Linked DNA regions of Mus musculus: all the other regions are linked to region 1. A link is a contact called in public promoter capture Hi-C data. All regions are on one chromosome and are shown on one strand. The core of a region is the stretch at or near the end of the contact, and the rest is flanking DNA. Distances in the headings are between cores, read along the strand shown.

The links. Promoter capture Hi-C pulls out the DNA fragments that hold promoters and counts their contacts.
Region 2: a contact with region 1 is called in a promoter capture Hi-C map of embryonic stem cells, with 2.5 times the contacts expected there. The contact joins the promoter of 2610528J11Rik here to the promoter of Artn in region 1. A contact is called at or near these places in 4 of 39 promoter capture datasets (embryonic stem cells, hematopoietic stem and progenitor cells and liver).
Region 3: a promoter capture Hi-C map of stem cell-derived epiblast-like cells shows a contact between it and region 1, with 2.7 times the contacts expected there. The contact joins the promoter of Ptch2 here to the promoter of Artn in region 1. A contact is called at or near these places in 2 of 39 promoter capture datasets (liver and stem cell-derived epiblast-like cells) and 1 of 9 other capture datasets (pancreatic islet).

What each region holds. Positions count from the first base shown.
Region 1 is chr4:117,926,886-117,931,369 of GRCm38.p6, forward strand. Artn (artemin) reads right to left here and starts at 2,878. Exons shown (of 5, transcript NM_009711.4): 1 at 2,501-2,878; 2 at 2,134-2,367; 3 at 739-1,257; 4 at 276-414; 5 at 1-183. The coding sequence starts at 798.
Region 2 is chr4:118,524,877-118,529,434 of GRCm38.p6, forward strand. It overlaps 2610528J11Rik (RIKEN cDNA 2610528J11 gene), which reads left to right and starts at 2,399. Exons shown (of 3, transcript NM_025572.2): 1 at 2,399-2,461; 2 at 4,323-4,435. The coding sequence starts at 4,417.
Region 3 is chr4:117,094,148-117,098,851 of GRCm38.p6, forward strand. It overlaps Ptch2 (patched 2), which reads left to right and starts at 1,909. Exons shown (of 22, transcript NM_008958.3): 1 at 1,909-2,280; 2 at 2,700-2,892. The coding sequence starts at 2,209. RefSeq lists enhancers at 1,005-2,703, 1,544-2,002, 1,565-2,064, 4,028-4,619.

The DNA of each region.
Region 1 (4,484 bases), core at 1,628-4,127:
GGCAGCCGCGCGCATCTGTGGTCCGTGCGCGGCTGCTCCGGGTTCCTGCACGCGCCGCGCGTGCCCCGCGGAGCGCAGCGGGAGGAGACTGGAGCGCGGGACCAGGCGGCGGGGGTGCGGGCTGAGGAGACTGAGGCGGGGGTCGCAGGGTTCTTTCGCTGCACAAATGCGCAGTGTGTCCCCCTGGAATGAGGCTTAGTCACTTTCGGAGGTGTGGGTGGGGGGTGTCTAGAGCTAGCCTCGCCCTTGCCCCGCCCTGTCGCGCTCTCACCTACCAGGCAGGTGGTCCGTGGGGGGCGCCAAGACCGGTGAGGGACCGTCGCGAGCGGCGGGGCTGCGGGACATTGGGTCCAGGGAAGCTTCTGTGACGCAGCTCAGCAGGGCTAGAACAGCTAGGGTTGGCCACCAGGCTGACTGCACAGAGAAAAGGAGACTTAGGGAGGAACAGGACACTTTGGGGGTCGGGAGGGGGTCTTGTCTTGCCCAGATCAGAGACCAGTCTAGTCGGGCTCCTAGCTGGGTGGCAGAGTGTAAGGAAGGGCTTAGATTTAATAGGCATTTGCTGCTCCCAGGAGCCCAGGGGAGGAATTACCTGAGGGCACGGACCATCAGGAGAAATCCCGTTCCTTTCCTCCAATTACGGCCCCTCCCTCTTGGCATTTCCCCTTTCATATCTGATCCCTGCGGCCCTAAGCTATGTCCTACTCTCTTTTTTTCCAAGGAAAGCCAGCGACTCACCTGCCACCTAGGCCGGAGGCAGTGGGACAATGCAGTAGGCTCTGCAAGTCCCAGTTCCATAGCTTTCGGCTCCAGAAGCTCCCATCAGAAGCCTTCGTGGACCCGTTTCCCCACCCTCTTCCTGCGGCAGCTTGCAAACTGAAAGATGAGTTAGTTATCCTTTGGGGTATTCCTCCTTCCACTCCAGTCTCTCGAAGCGACCCAGGAGGTTGGAGTAGCTAGAGTCAACTCAGCAGCGGTAGCTGCGATGGAGAACCTTGCTCTCTGTGTTAGGTGCTTGGCAGGACCTGTTCCTTCGCGATGCCACAAGGTCAATCAATGGCTCACTTCTCCAGATGGGCAAACAAAGCTCAGCTGAGCTCAGAGATCGTCTAAGGCCTCAGGGGGGAGACTCACACAGCTGTGGTCCTGTCTTCTAAGACCCTTCTGCTCTGTACTTCAGGGCTGAAGGTACCAGGGTGGTTGGAGAAAGTAGTAACTTGAGTTCCTTCCACTCCATGCTCAGCGTTCACTCCATACCTTGGGGGAGGAAGCAGAGCCCTGAAGAATTTGAGTGTCAGTTGGTCACTTGGATTATCTGATGACTTGCAATCTTCTTTCTGGACCCAGTGTCACCTGAATTCTCTCTTATGCCCACAGATGTCTCCCAAGAGCTTGCCTATTATCTGGGGAAGCGATGGTCCTTCTGAAAACACAGGGCCTGGACCATGGCTTCCTGTGGCCACCAGGGGGCAGAGCTTGTCAAGCCTGCGGATTTAAGGGGAGGGGGCTTTTGCACACGCTCTGCACATTTAGGTCTGAGCCATTGCCAGAAGGACCAGCTAGTCCTTCACACCAACCTGGTCTCAGAGGGCTGAACCACTCCGAGATCCGGCCCAAGCCTGGACCATCTGCCTCCTGTGGATCTGGCCCCCTAGCCTTGCTCCTAGGAGTTTCCCCCATAAACCATCCTTCCTGACCCCAGCCCGCACCTCCAGTCTTTGTGAACCACTGCTCTTGGACCCCTAGAACTTTTAAGAATTCTCATTAGTTAGTCTCTTCTTGGGTCCCAGATGTAACCCTCCATCCTTTTGCTGGCACACAGAATACATGGAGAGGGGGAGCGACATATGATGACTCCAGGATAAGACACACACCTCCCAGGCCTTTATCTAGTTCCTCCAGAGCTAGGCGTGTGCCCGTTGGCTAACTAGATTAAAATCCCTAGAGACCAGACTGGCTACTATTCTCTCAGATGGAGGGAAAGTCAGACAAGGCAGCCCTGGGATATCTGCGCTAGGGGGAGCCTAGGAGCAAGTCCCTCGAGGACAGCTCTGACCAATTTCTCCTTTCTTACCATTTGGGATATTTGGTCCTCCAGCCCTTGCCACCCCTATCCACCAGCCCTATACTCACCAAAGGGGTCCTGGTCCGTGTCCTTCTAGGCGCCTCTCCTGGGACCAGTGCTGGGCTTTCCCCCGAAGCTCAAGTGGATCATGCCCAGAGTTGTGCACCTGGCAGCGCCTCTTTTAGTTAAAAGTGGGGCCTTGGCAGCCGGTCTGTGCCCTGTGGCGGCAGCGGGAGCCTCACATTACAGCCAGCCAGGAGGGTTAACACAGTCCAAGAAGCTAGCGACAAGAACTGGAGGGGCTGGGAGGGGCAAAGAGCTGCGCTGAGGGCCCAGAAGAGAGAGGCTGAGAGAAAAGTGGGGAGGAAGACCTTTCTGCCCTTTCTCCTGCCCTTTGAGCGTCCATCAAGGGGATGGGCAAGAAGGCTGGCTTACCTTGGGTGCAGGGCTCCAAGCCCCAGTCGCAGCGAGGGCTGGGGCCCGAGGGACTTGTTGCTGGCAGAGCCCGCGGGCCGCATCTGGGGGCCGAGCCCAACTCCATCCCTCAGCAGCCTCCTGCCCGCCGCCGTCCGGTGTCAAATTCCAGCCCCGGCGTCACCAGATCCCGGGGTGGGGCCCAGAGCGCCCCCGCCCCGCCCCACCTTTCAGGGCTCACCTGGCCGCTCCACCCTCCGGATCCGGTCCCCGCTGGCTAGGCTAGGTCCCTCTAGGTGGGGGCTAGACATTTGGAGAAGACCCCAGGAGGCAGAGTAGAGATCGCGGGCTGCAGCGAGACGCTGAAACTGGGAATTCGAAGTTGGTAGTCAAGCAAAGTAGGGAACTGGGAGGCCTGGCCGAGGGCGGGAGAGCGCGAGGGAGGGCGGCGAAGGAGGGGCAGCCTGAAGGAGAGTTCCAACTTGGGCTGCGCAGACATGGGGGTTCTGGCTAGCTACTCTGTATCCTCAAGTGGTGACTCCGGGACCCTCAGAAGGTTCAGCTGCCTCGGAGCGACAGGGCTCTGCGTTGGGCTCCCACGGTCCAAGGATACCCTGTTTGCTCAGTTTTAGGGTCGGGGCCTCAGAGGGACTCGCGCACATCCAGTGAAGGCAGTGAATGATTGTGTGTGTGTTGGGGGTGGGGGGTGGGTGCGACCAGGGATGAAGAATCAGAGGACCTCAGAGTATTGAACTGGAGTCTGAGATGCGATGAGGCAATTTGGCAGGTGTCTGGAGGTTGGTTGATGGCCATGATCAGAATTGTTCTACCAACTAGTCTGGAGTTCATCACGAAGATGCTGGAAACTACTGACCTAGTCTGAGTGTGGTCATTTTCGTTGAATGCCTGCACTGGAGAGAGTGTGGTTTTGAGACAAGCAAGACAGAAGAGGGATGCAGGCTGCTGGGGACAATAAGATAAACCCTGAGCAGGGTTGTGGGGAGTTGGGGGTTCCAGGACCCAATCCCCTACATTCCTTTTTGCCTGATTGGACAAAGTGAGGTGGTAAAATTCTAGGAACTGGCTTTCCCTAGGAGAGGGTCAGATGTGGGGTTGGCGGTTGGGGGAGGGGGACATGTGAAACCAGTGTTGGACATGCTGAATTAGAAGGGTCTGTGGACTCTCCTGCTAGAAATGCCCCAGAAGCAGCTAAATTTGTAGCCGGGAGTAAAGTGAAGGCAGTTGGGCTAATGATGACAACTTGGTATTTGCCAACCAATACGTGCAAAAACAGATGCTGAGAGTGGGGAAGGGTACCCAGTGCATGGACCCGATGTGCCCTGATCATGTACCAGCACCTCTGTGGACCTTGAAGAACTACCCATGGGGCTGGAGAGACAGCTCAGTGGGTAAGAGCACTGAACTGCTCTCCCCAAGGTCCTTAGTTCAATTCCCAGCAACCACATGGTGGCTCACAACCATCTGTAATGGGATCTGATGCCCTCTTCTGGTGTATCTGAAGAGAGCAATGGTGTACTCATATATATATATAATAAATCTTAAAAGGAGAAGGAGGAGGAGGGGGAGGGGGAGGGGGAGGAGGAGAAGGAGGAGGAGGAGGAGGAGAAAGAATGGAAGAAAGGAAGAAAAGAACTACCCACATCTACCCACATCTGGGCCACATCCCAATCTGAATCAGACACTTGGGGTGGGCAGGTACATAGTTCCAGGTTTTCACCTGTGATTTTGGCACATAGCCAGGGTTCCTAACCACTGATTTTTTTGTTTGTTTGTTTTGTTTTGTTTTTTTTTTTTTTGAGACAGGGGTTTCTCTGTATAGTCCTGCCTGTCCTGGAACTCACTTTGTAGACCAGGCTGGCCTCGAACTCAGAAATCCACCTGCCTCTGCTGGATTAAAGTTGTGCGCCACCACATCCGGCCCCTAACCACTGATTTTGAGAGAGCAGTTTTGTGCAGTGCTTGAGGCTGAAGTCTGTGAGGGTTA
Region 2 (4,558 bases), core at 1,149-3,648, 600 kb after region 1:
AAGTGGCTAACAGGGTGGGTGTTAGGTCTTGAGAATAGGGTTATGTTACAGAAATATCTCCATTTTAAAACAAGCACAGTGCCTGGGACATGGTAGGCGTTGATTAGATTAGCTGTTGGTGAATGAATTCTTAGCTCTCAAAATAAAATAAAACCCAGTTTTCCTGGTGTCTCGCTGTCCCACCTGAAATAACATTCATTTCCTTCTCATCTGTTCCGCCTCCCAGGCTCCGCCTCCCAGGCTTTCTAGGTTGTCTCCCCATTTTCATAGGATCCCCACATTTCCTCGGTCTGCACCTCAATCCCCGCCACATCTCCATCTTCCACCACACCAGTACAGGCTCTTCACCTGTCAATTATTAATGTACTTTATTTACTTATATCTATTATTATTTTATTAATTGTCAACTCATTAACTTATTTCAGAAATATTCATTGTTACCATTACAGATGTTAGAGATATGATATGATAACAAGATAGATACAGACATCATATCATGGCTCCCAACTCATAGCTCACCTGAGGTTCCAAAACAGCAACAACAACAACATCCCACAGAACTGGACTGTGGGAGCAAAGGCCAACGCACAAGAGAGGAGAGGGGAGTGCGTCCCAGACTAGGGAGTGGCAGGGAAGTTCTGTTTTAAAAGCACCCAAGTTGGGACCCTAGAGGTGAGGAACCCAGGAGGAATGAATACCCATACTCTTCTGGGTGGAAATGCTAGAGTTAGAAATGGCGCAGGCGTTGGAAGTGTCGGCGTTGGAAAGTTGGGGTCACAGTGTGCAGAGCCCGGGAAAAGGGAGCATTGCAGGGTCTGGGCAAAGAAAGGAGGTGAGCTGGGGCACAGAGTAGAGTGGAAAGGGGCCCAGTGACGTGGGAAGGGTGGGAGTTACTGTGTCAAGGGGCTCTTACCAGTGAAGTGGGACTTCATCCTTAGAGACTCCAGGCCTTGTACACCAACTCCCAGCCTGCAGACCATGCCACCATGCCCCTGCTGAAGCAAAGCAAAACAAAACAAAACAAGAACTCTCAAGACAGACTGTGACGGCACGTGCCTTTAACTCCAACACTTAGGAAACAGAAAGAGGAAGACATCTTCCCAGGACAGCTTGGACCACACAGATACTCTTTCAAAATAAAATTAAACTTACACTTAGCCACACCCCCTACCAGCGTCCCAGTCTAGGCTAGGTAGCAGTTGTGGGAAGGAAAAATGCAGGAGTGACCTAAAAAGCCACAGGACTTAATAATGGATATTAAGACAGGCATTCAGTTTAAGGCTATAGGCAAGAGGAAAGGGCTACTGCTCCCAACTGGGAAGGGCTTTGGGATAGGCCAATTGTCTGCATGGAGAAGCAACCATGGCTTCTGGATAAGCCAGGGCTGCAGGCAATGCCTACCACTCAATGTCTTAACACATTCTCAGGAAGATAAAACAGATTTTCATAGGCCTGCACCCTGTAAGTTATTAACCCTTCCGGTTCCTGCTCACTTTCCTTCTCGCCGCAGCCCTTTGTCAGTAAACAGAGGACATCACAGAACTTTTCTTTGGCAACCGCTCTGGGCAGCCCCCTCTCCAGCTGTGACCTCCTGGTCCTGTGGTGTCCAGCCTCGGGTACTGTGCTGGGTAATGAGAGCCCAGAGTGCCTCTGACACTGTCTTCTACCCTGGGAAGACAGACCATCCAGGTAGCTAGGAGGCAGGTTGGGTGGGAATGAGGCCAAGTTCCTGACAAACACTGAACCAAGAGTGTCCCGGACTCTGCTGGCCAGGGTAGAGGTGACCCTGAGCTGTATCTTGAAGGAAATGAGACATCCGTCCTCAGGATAGAGGCAAAGAGAAAGAAGAGAGAGGGCCAAGGGTCTGGCAAGTCAAGTCAAGGGGACCAGGAGACCTGAAGAAAGGTTTGAACCCCTTGAGTAGATACTTCAGTGTACACACACACACAGGTGCACGCGCACCGTGTGCTAGCACTTTTCAGGGAAGTCTGGAGCAAGCTTGGTTTCCTCAGGCTCTGCCTGGGAAGACTGTTCATTGCTCTCTCCCCTCATGGTACCATCTGGCTTGTTGCCTTTGCAGGTCTGTAAAACTCCCGGCTTCAACTTTGAACTTTGTACCGGCACTGGAAATCCACTTGTTTATCAGGGCTGGTAGGGGTGCCTGCTGAGATCTGTCCTTTTGGAGACAGGCTGGACCCCTTCTGCATTCCAGTTGCACTAATCCGCAGCTGTGGGGGAGGGAACAAGCCTACTGCCCCCTCAATGTGTTAGAGTGAGTCCTCCCTGCTGAGGACGCTGCAAATCCTGGCTGGTGCCCCGCCTTCCCTTCACCTGCACTTCCGCCCCGCCCACCTAGCCAGTGTTCCAGGTGAGTCAAGCGCCTGCTCTGGCCCTCCCACCTGTCCAGGTTCAGCAGTCTCAGCCGGAAGCCACCTCCACGGACTGTGCAAAGTGTCTGAAGGTGGGAGCGGAAAGGGGACGTTGGGGTCGTGGGAGAGGGTGCTCAGGCCTCTTTTGATCCATAAGGGCTCCTGCGTGCAGCAGAGAAACTAGATCCAGTTGAGTGTGTGTATCTGCAGATCTGAGGGGTGTGCATTACTGTGTTGTGGGTTGTGAAATGACAGTTGGAGGGGGATGGGCAGACAGGTGTGGGTTGTGAGTACAGAGGCATTTGGGATGTGACTTTGCCTATGTCTTTGGGAAGAATTCACAGAGCAGGGCAGGGGAGAAAGGGAACGGGTATAAAACCTTTGAAAAGTCTAAATGAACTCATGGTAGTATAACAAACTCTTGTCTTTTGAATACTGACTGCCTCGAGAGAGGGCCCAGAAGGCAACCAGAGGTTTCCTGGGAATGAATGAGTCAACTAGGCACGATCCGTTTCTGAGGCTTCCCTTTCCCCATACAATCTCTCCCCACACCCCTGAATTCACTTTACAAGCCTGGTGCACTAAGCCCAGAAACCCAGCTTCCCAGCCCCCAACCATAGGCCTACCCAGCCTACACAGCCTACCCAGCCCTCTGCCTCAGGGAAGTGTGTGGCTGGTAATGGCCAGTTCTGACTGGATGCTGAGGAGTCAGAGGTCACCTGTGGACCCTGGAGCAACCTCACCAGCCGGAAGGTCTGATTTGAATGAAAACTCTGATTTGAATGAGAGCCCAGAAGTGAACATGCTTGGTCTCGGGGTCTCGTGCTGGGTTTTGAGTCCCCCACACCTAAGAAGAGGACATGTTGGCATGTCGGGGAGCTGTAGTCATAGGCTCTGGTTGGCTTCCCGAGTGGATAGGAGGTGGCTAGATGCCTGTTAGGAGATCGAAGCTGGTGGCTAGAGGGACAAAGAGTAGGTAGCTTGGACACCGCTGTGGCAGAGGGCAGGGAGGAGGGCTGAGTCACTGGAGAAGGAGGTGGTGCATCTTGAGTCAGGTCATCCTTTGGGTACCACATTGAGGAGTGTGGCCAAAGCTGAGTCCTTCAGTTCCTTGCCCGGCCACTCTGCCCAGGGATGTCTCTGACTCTTACCACCCTCCAGCAGACACTGCACAGACCCAACTGTCCCCTTCCTCCTTCCCTAGCTGTGCCTCAGGATCCCATGCATCTCTCCATACACTCTTGACCTTCTTCCGAGGCTTCCAAGCCTAATCGTGTATATGTGATCTTCTCCAGCTCACATGCCCTTCCCGTAGGGTCTCCCAGCCCTGAGTGCTATGACTCTCATCAGGGCCCTTTCATACTCAGTTGGTCCTCTGAGATGGTTCCACTGGAAGGCCTGAGGGATGTAGTAGGAGAGGCTCCTGATGCAGGAACAGAGAGGCAGGGCTGCTTGGGCTATCTGGGGACAATCTTATGTTCTTTCGTTCTTCTGTTCTGTTCTTGCGGTCTGCTCCAGAGCTGGGTAGCTCCACACAATTGCTATTGAACTGCCGCTGCTCTGACTACTATCAGGTTGCCCGGGAGCGTGGCAGACTACACTCTGGTGTCAGAGCCCCGAGTTAAAGTTCTGGGGCCTCAGCTGAATCGGTTTCCCTTTTGGGGCTGTTATGTGCATAACAGTGAGGCAGGAATAGTAGTTATACTTATGTAATGGATGTTGTGAGCACACTGCTAGTGCCTAATCCTTAAGATATGGTAATTAAAAACATTAGACACCCCATTGTTAGCCTGTTCTAGAGCTGAACCCAAAGCTGAATAGGCTTTGGGTCTATTCCGTGGACCAGTGGTGTGGACAGTGGCCCTGTCTTAGCATTTATAGTACTCTAACATGGCTGTGAGTCTAGTGTGGAAGGTGCGATCTCTATATAACCCCTATATTTCTATTTTTCAGGGCTTGTGCCCCCGGGGCTACCTGGAGCCTGTGGTGTCTCTGGAGCCAGGACTTTTCTGGCAGAGGCCAAGGCTCACCTACATCAGGTCTATCCATGATTGGAGGAAACACAAGTGAGTGGTACAGAGGTGTGGATGGTTGAGCACAGTTTGGGTCCCCTAAGCTGCTGAGATCGGAGGAAGGGCTCTCTCTGCCCACGCTCTCTCAGTCCCTCCCCACCTCCCCTTCCCCCAGGA
Region 3 (4,704 bases), core at 659-3,158, 830 kb before region 1:
CCAAGATTGCTACAGGAGTCTAGAGAGCCCACTTCAGAGCTGTTTCCATTTCCAGGCTTGCTAAGGGTACACTTTTCTCTGTAGTACACTTCCTCCCATTACAGACAGGAGAATACCGTGTACACAGGGTGCACTTCCTCCCATTACAAACGGGAGAATACCGTGTACACAGGCTTTCTTTCTCATTTTCATATTACCTTTACTTATATGTATATGCCGGAGAGTCTGTATATGACGCATGTGTGTGTGTGTGTGTGTGTGTGTGTGTGTGTGTGTGTGTGTGTGTGTGTGTGTATACACTTGCTCTCAGAGGCCAGGTGTTGAATCCCCTGGAGCTGGAGTTACAGGTAGCTGTGAACTCTCCTTTGTGGATGCTGGAAGCCAAACCCAGGTCCTCTGCAAAAACAAAAGGTGGCCTTAACTGCTGAGCTATCTCTCCAGGCCCAAGGCTTCCATTCCTGCCCAGGTGCCTCTTAGCCACAGAGTAGCAGTGTTGTAGACAGACACATTCATTCCTCCTTAACTGCCCACCCCTTAAACCAACTGGGGAACCCTTAGGATTAAGCCCTGGAGCTGATGATGTTAATTTGCACAAGTTTGGCAGTATGTAGCAAGGCCAAAACCATATTCATGCTTTTTGACCCAAACAACCCCATTTCTGGGAATCTGTCCTGAGGACATTCTGCAAATGATTGATGAGAGGACTGTGTAGTAATATAAAATATTTATGATATAATGATTAAGAAGTCTGGAAGAATTGAGCAAGAGGCTAGCCAGATGTGATAGCAGTATCAGAACAACAGATTTATTGAAGTCTTTTTTTTCCCCCAAAAAACGTATTTTGTTTCTGAGGCAGAATCTTTCTAGGTAGCCCTGGCTGTTCCAGAATTCTCTATGTAGACCATGCTGAGACCTGGAACTCACAAGAGATGGGCCTGCCACTGCCCGGCTCCTTTCCCAAATGTTCTGTATGAGGAGTCAGACTTTTACCCTCAGATGACCGATCAGAGTTTAACAGTCAGGAGCACAGAAATAGCACAGTCACTTGGAAAAGCAACATGTTTCCCAATGTTGTACATAAATTATGTCATCACAAATACAATTATCAGACAGGCTGGGCAATACAGGACTGTTATAGTCCCTTAACTTGACAGACACAACCAGGATAAGGAGTTGAAGGCCAAGCTGAACTACTTAAGACCATGTCTCACAAAAAAAAGTTAAAATAAAAATTTAAAAATACAATACACAAACTGAATGTTAATAAGAACCACAAAGAAAAAAGCAATTATCTGCCAAGGCTTCCAAAAGTTTAGGCTGACTGATTCAAGTTCAGGCTTAAAAGTTATCTGCCAAGACAAAGGGGCCCCAACATGTACAAAGGCAAGAACATGTGAACTTAGGAAATTACTGAGGGCAATTCGGGACTGGAAGGCAACTGAGTGGGTGTGAGGCACTTAGAGGAAAAAAAAAAGCTTTAGTTGGATGGTGCAGGGCTTTGGGCTTTGGTGCAGCCGTGGGATTTGCATTTTAGAGCTGAGTCTGGCCTGCTTGGAAAGAGTGGAAAGGAGGTCCTTAGGGTTGCGCTGGGTCGGGAAGAAAGGGTGGCCCAAAGGGGACCAGCAGACTCCCTTTCTCAACATCCTGACTTACACTTGGCCAACGACTAGCGCCTCCAGGATCACCCTCCCTTCTCCTCTCCTTAGGGCCCCGCGGGCGGGCTGGGGAGCCCGGGAGGCGAGGCAAAGGGGTGGCCCTGCCTGGGTGGTCTCCTGCCCCGCCCCCTGCGGCGCCGTTACCTAGCAACGGATCCGGCTGCAAGGCAGCGGGTAATTTGCCGCCCCCTTAGCCAATGGGAGGGCGTCACCCCGGCCCGCTCCTTTTTTTCTGAGCCTCCTGGTGCTTCCCGAGATCCACAGTCGCCACCTTTAGCTGTGAGGTGCTTCGCAGCCAGTCGGGTCCACCCACACGCGGAGCCCTCTTTGGACCACAGCCCACAGATCCAGCGGGGCTTGGGGCCACCACCCCGCACCGCCGCTGCGGGCTGCTCCTGTGCATCTTTACGCGCGCCTCACCCAGGACCGTATGGCCGTTCACGGCAGCTAGGAATCCTCAGGTGAAGCCGGGCGGCACAAGGCGCCAAGCTAGCCTATGGCAGCGCTCAGATAACGCAGGTTGGGGGCGCTCGCGCCCCCCATCCTCACCAGCATGGTTCGGCCACTGTCCCTTGGAGAGCTACCTCCCAGCTACACACCTCCAGCTCGGTCCTCCGCACCTCATGTGAGTAGAGGGGCTGGGTTTGTAACTTAAACGTCGCTTGAACATCTGTAGGGCTAGAAGTCTAGTGTTACTGGATCTGTGTTTGAAGACAAGCGAGAGCCAGCAAGTGATTTGTTAGTTTATTTCCTATTATCTGGTCAGTGAAAATAGTTATGTCTGTGGGTTCACCTCTTTGCCTAGCTGACAACGAGTGTGTGTGTTCACGACTCATAACCTTCTAAAAATGGGCATTTTCAGGTGTGCTTATGGAGAAGGCACAGGGAAAGAGAGTTAAATCTTCCACATTTGAAACCTTTATCTGTAGCTGTTTCCTGCCCTGCATCCAGAAGTCAGGAAACTGGGACTTGACCGGGAGAAAAGGGAAAGCTCCTCCATTGTTGTGCTGACAGCTGGCTGACCTCCTCCTCTCTCTATCCCAGATCCTAGCTGGGAGCCTGCAGGCTCCTCTCTGGCTTCGAGCTTACTTCCAAGGTCTACTCTTCTCCCTGGGGTGCAGGATCCAGAAACACTGCGGCAAAGTGCTCTTCCTGGGACTGGTGGCCTTTGGGGCTCTGGCACTGGGTCTCCGAGTGGCTGTAATTGAGACAGACCTAGAACAGCTCTGGGTAGAAGGTGAGTTACTGGAGCTGGCCGTAGCTGCTTTGGTCAAGGATCGAGAGGGCCATCTCCTGTTCAGAGCCTGTGTATCTGGGTGTGTTGCAGAAAGCCTACCTCTCTCCCAATCTCCCTCAGTGCTGTGGATGAAGCCCAGGGCATTGTGCAAGCTAGGCAAGTCTTTACCATCAACTGTCTCACACCTATCTCTCTCACCCATAAATGGACAACTCTAGATGGTAGCCTCTTATGAATAAGCTTGTGGAATATTCATCTTTGATTATGTGTCTGCTTATTTAGCGTTTATAGCTAGGTTTCTTTTAACTGTACATCAGAGTTTACAAATGGAACAAGATGTATTTTTCAATAGCCAAAGGAAGTAAAATGTGTGTGGGGGTAAGTTCTAAACAAAACAAAGCCAAGTGGTATTGTGTTGTATAAGAGAAGGCAGGGAGAGACGGCTCTGACCTGCAAACTCAGATTAGCACTGTGATTCTAACTACTCAAGGGGCTGAGGCAAGAGAAATACTTTCAGTCTAAGAATTTAACAATAGCCTGTGTCAGAGAGAGAGAGAGAGAGAGGGACAGACGGACAGATGGAAGAGAGGGAGGGAGGGAGGGAGGAAGGAAGGAAGGAAGGAAGGAAGGAAGGAAGGAAGGAAGGAAGGAAGATCAGTGGGATGTAGCTGGGTGGCATGGCAGACTGCCTGTCGAGCATGCTGTGGTGGGGGAGAGAGATGGAGGAGGAGCAAGAAGAAAAAGAAAAGTTAGTGCTTGGTGGCAGCAGTGGTGGTGCACAGCTTTAATGTTTAACCTCAGTGCTTGGGATCTGGAGGCAGGTGGGGCCAGCCTGGTCTACAGAGAATTCCAGGATCTGGAGGCAGGTGGGGCCAGCCTGGTCTACAGAGAATTCCAGGACAGCCAGAGCTGCATGAAAATACTCTCTCTCGAAAAACCAAAAAGAAAGATTGGAAGGAAGGAAGGGGGAAAGGGGAAAACAAGAAATAATAAGAAAAGAATTGTTAGGTGTAAAAGAAAAGAAAACCTTGAACGAGCCATCTGACCAGGCTTCTGAGTAGACACCCAGGGACCTGCAGCCATTTAATGAAGAATGAGCATAGACTTTGAGGCAAAAGTCAGGGTCAAATGAGACCAAATCCTCACGTCCTAGTGGAAGGATTACACAACTCATAATTTCAGCATGCCTCTCTTCTTTCCTGGTGCCTGGTTTCATGTGGCTGCTATTTGACAAAGGCAAATTCAACTGTGTTCTTCCCTGGGAAATCTGCATTTGTGGGCTCCCCAGACCTCCCTAGCCCTGGCCCAGACCCAAGGCAGGCCCCAGGTCGCAGCCTCACACCCTGGAGTTATTTCAAATGCTGGCAAGTCCTAGGATACAGAGCAGATGTTTCTTGGAGCCTTCCTACATCATAGGCTCCCACACCCCATCTCCACCCTACCCCCAGCCCTCTGCAGACTCTTAGCGTTCACACTCTTAAGACAGCCCTAGGGTCCAGAGCAGATGTTTCTCCCTGCCTGCCAGTCTGCCCCCAGCATCAGGACACACATGTGCGCACACGCATATATGCATGCCCCCACACAAACCACTGCTGCTTGGGTGGTCCCAAATAACTTCTGAATATCCTGCCACAATAGAGTGAGTCTCCCTCCCAGGCCCTGCCTTTCCTCTCTCTGCATTCCCCGGATCTTCCCCAATTAAACACTGCTTGGATGTCTACATTTGCTCATCCCTCTCCGGCCCCCCTGGCTAGTCCCTGCAGTTATGAGAAATGTATTATAAGAGGGTAGCAGTTGGTCTCTTTGAGATAG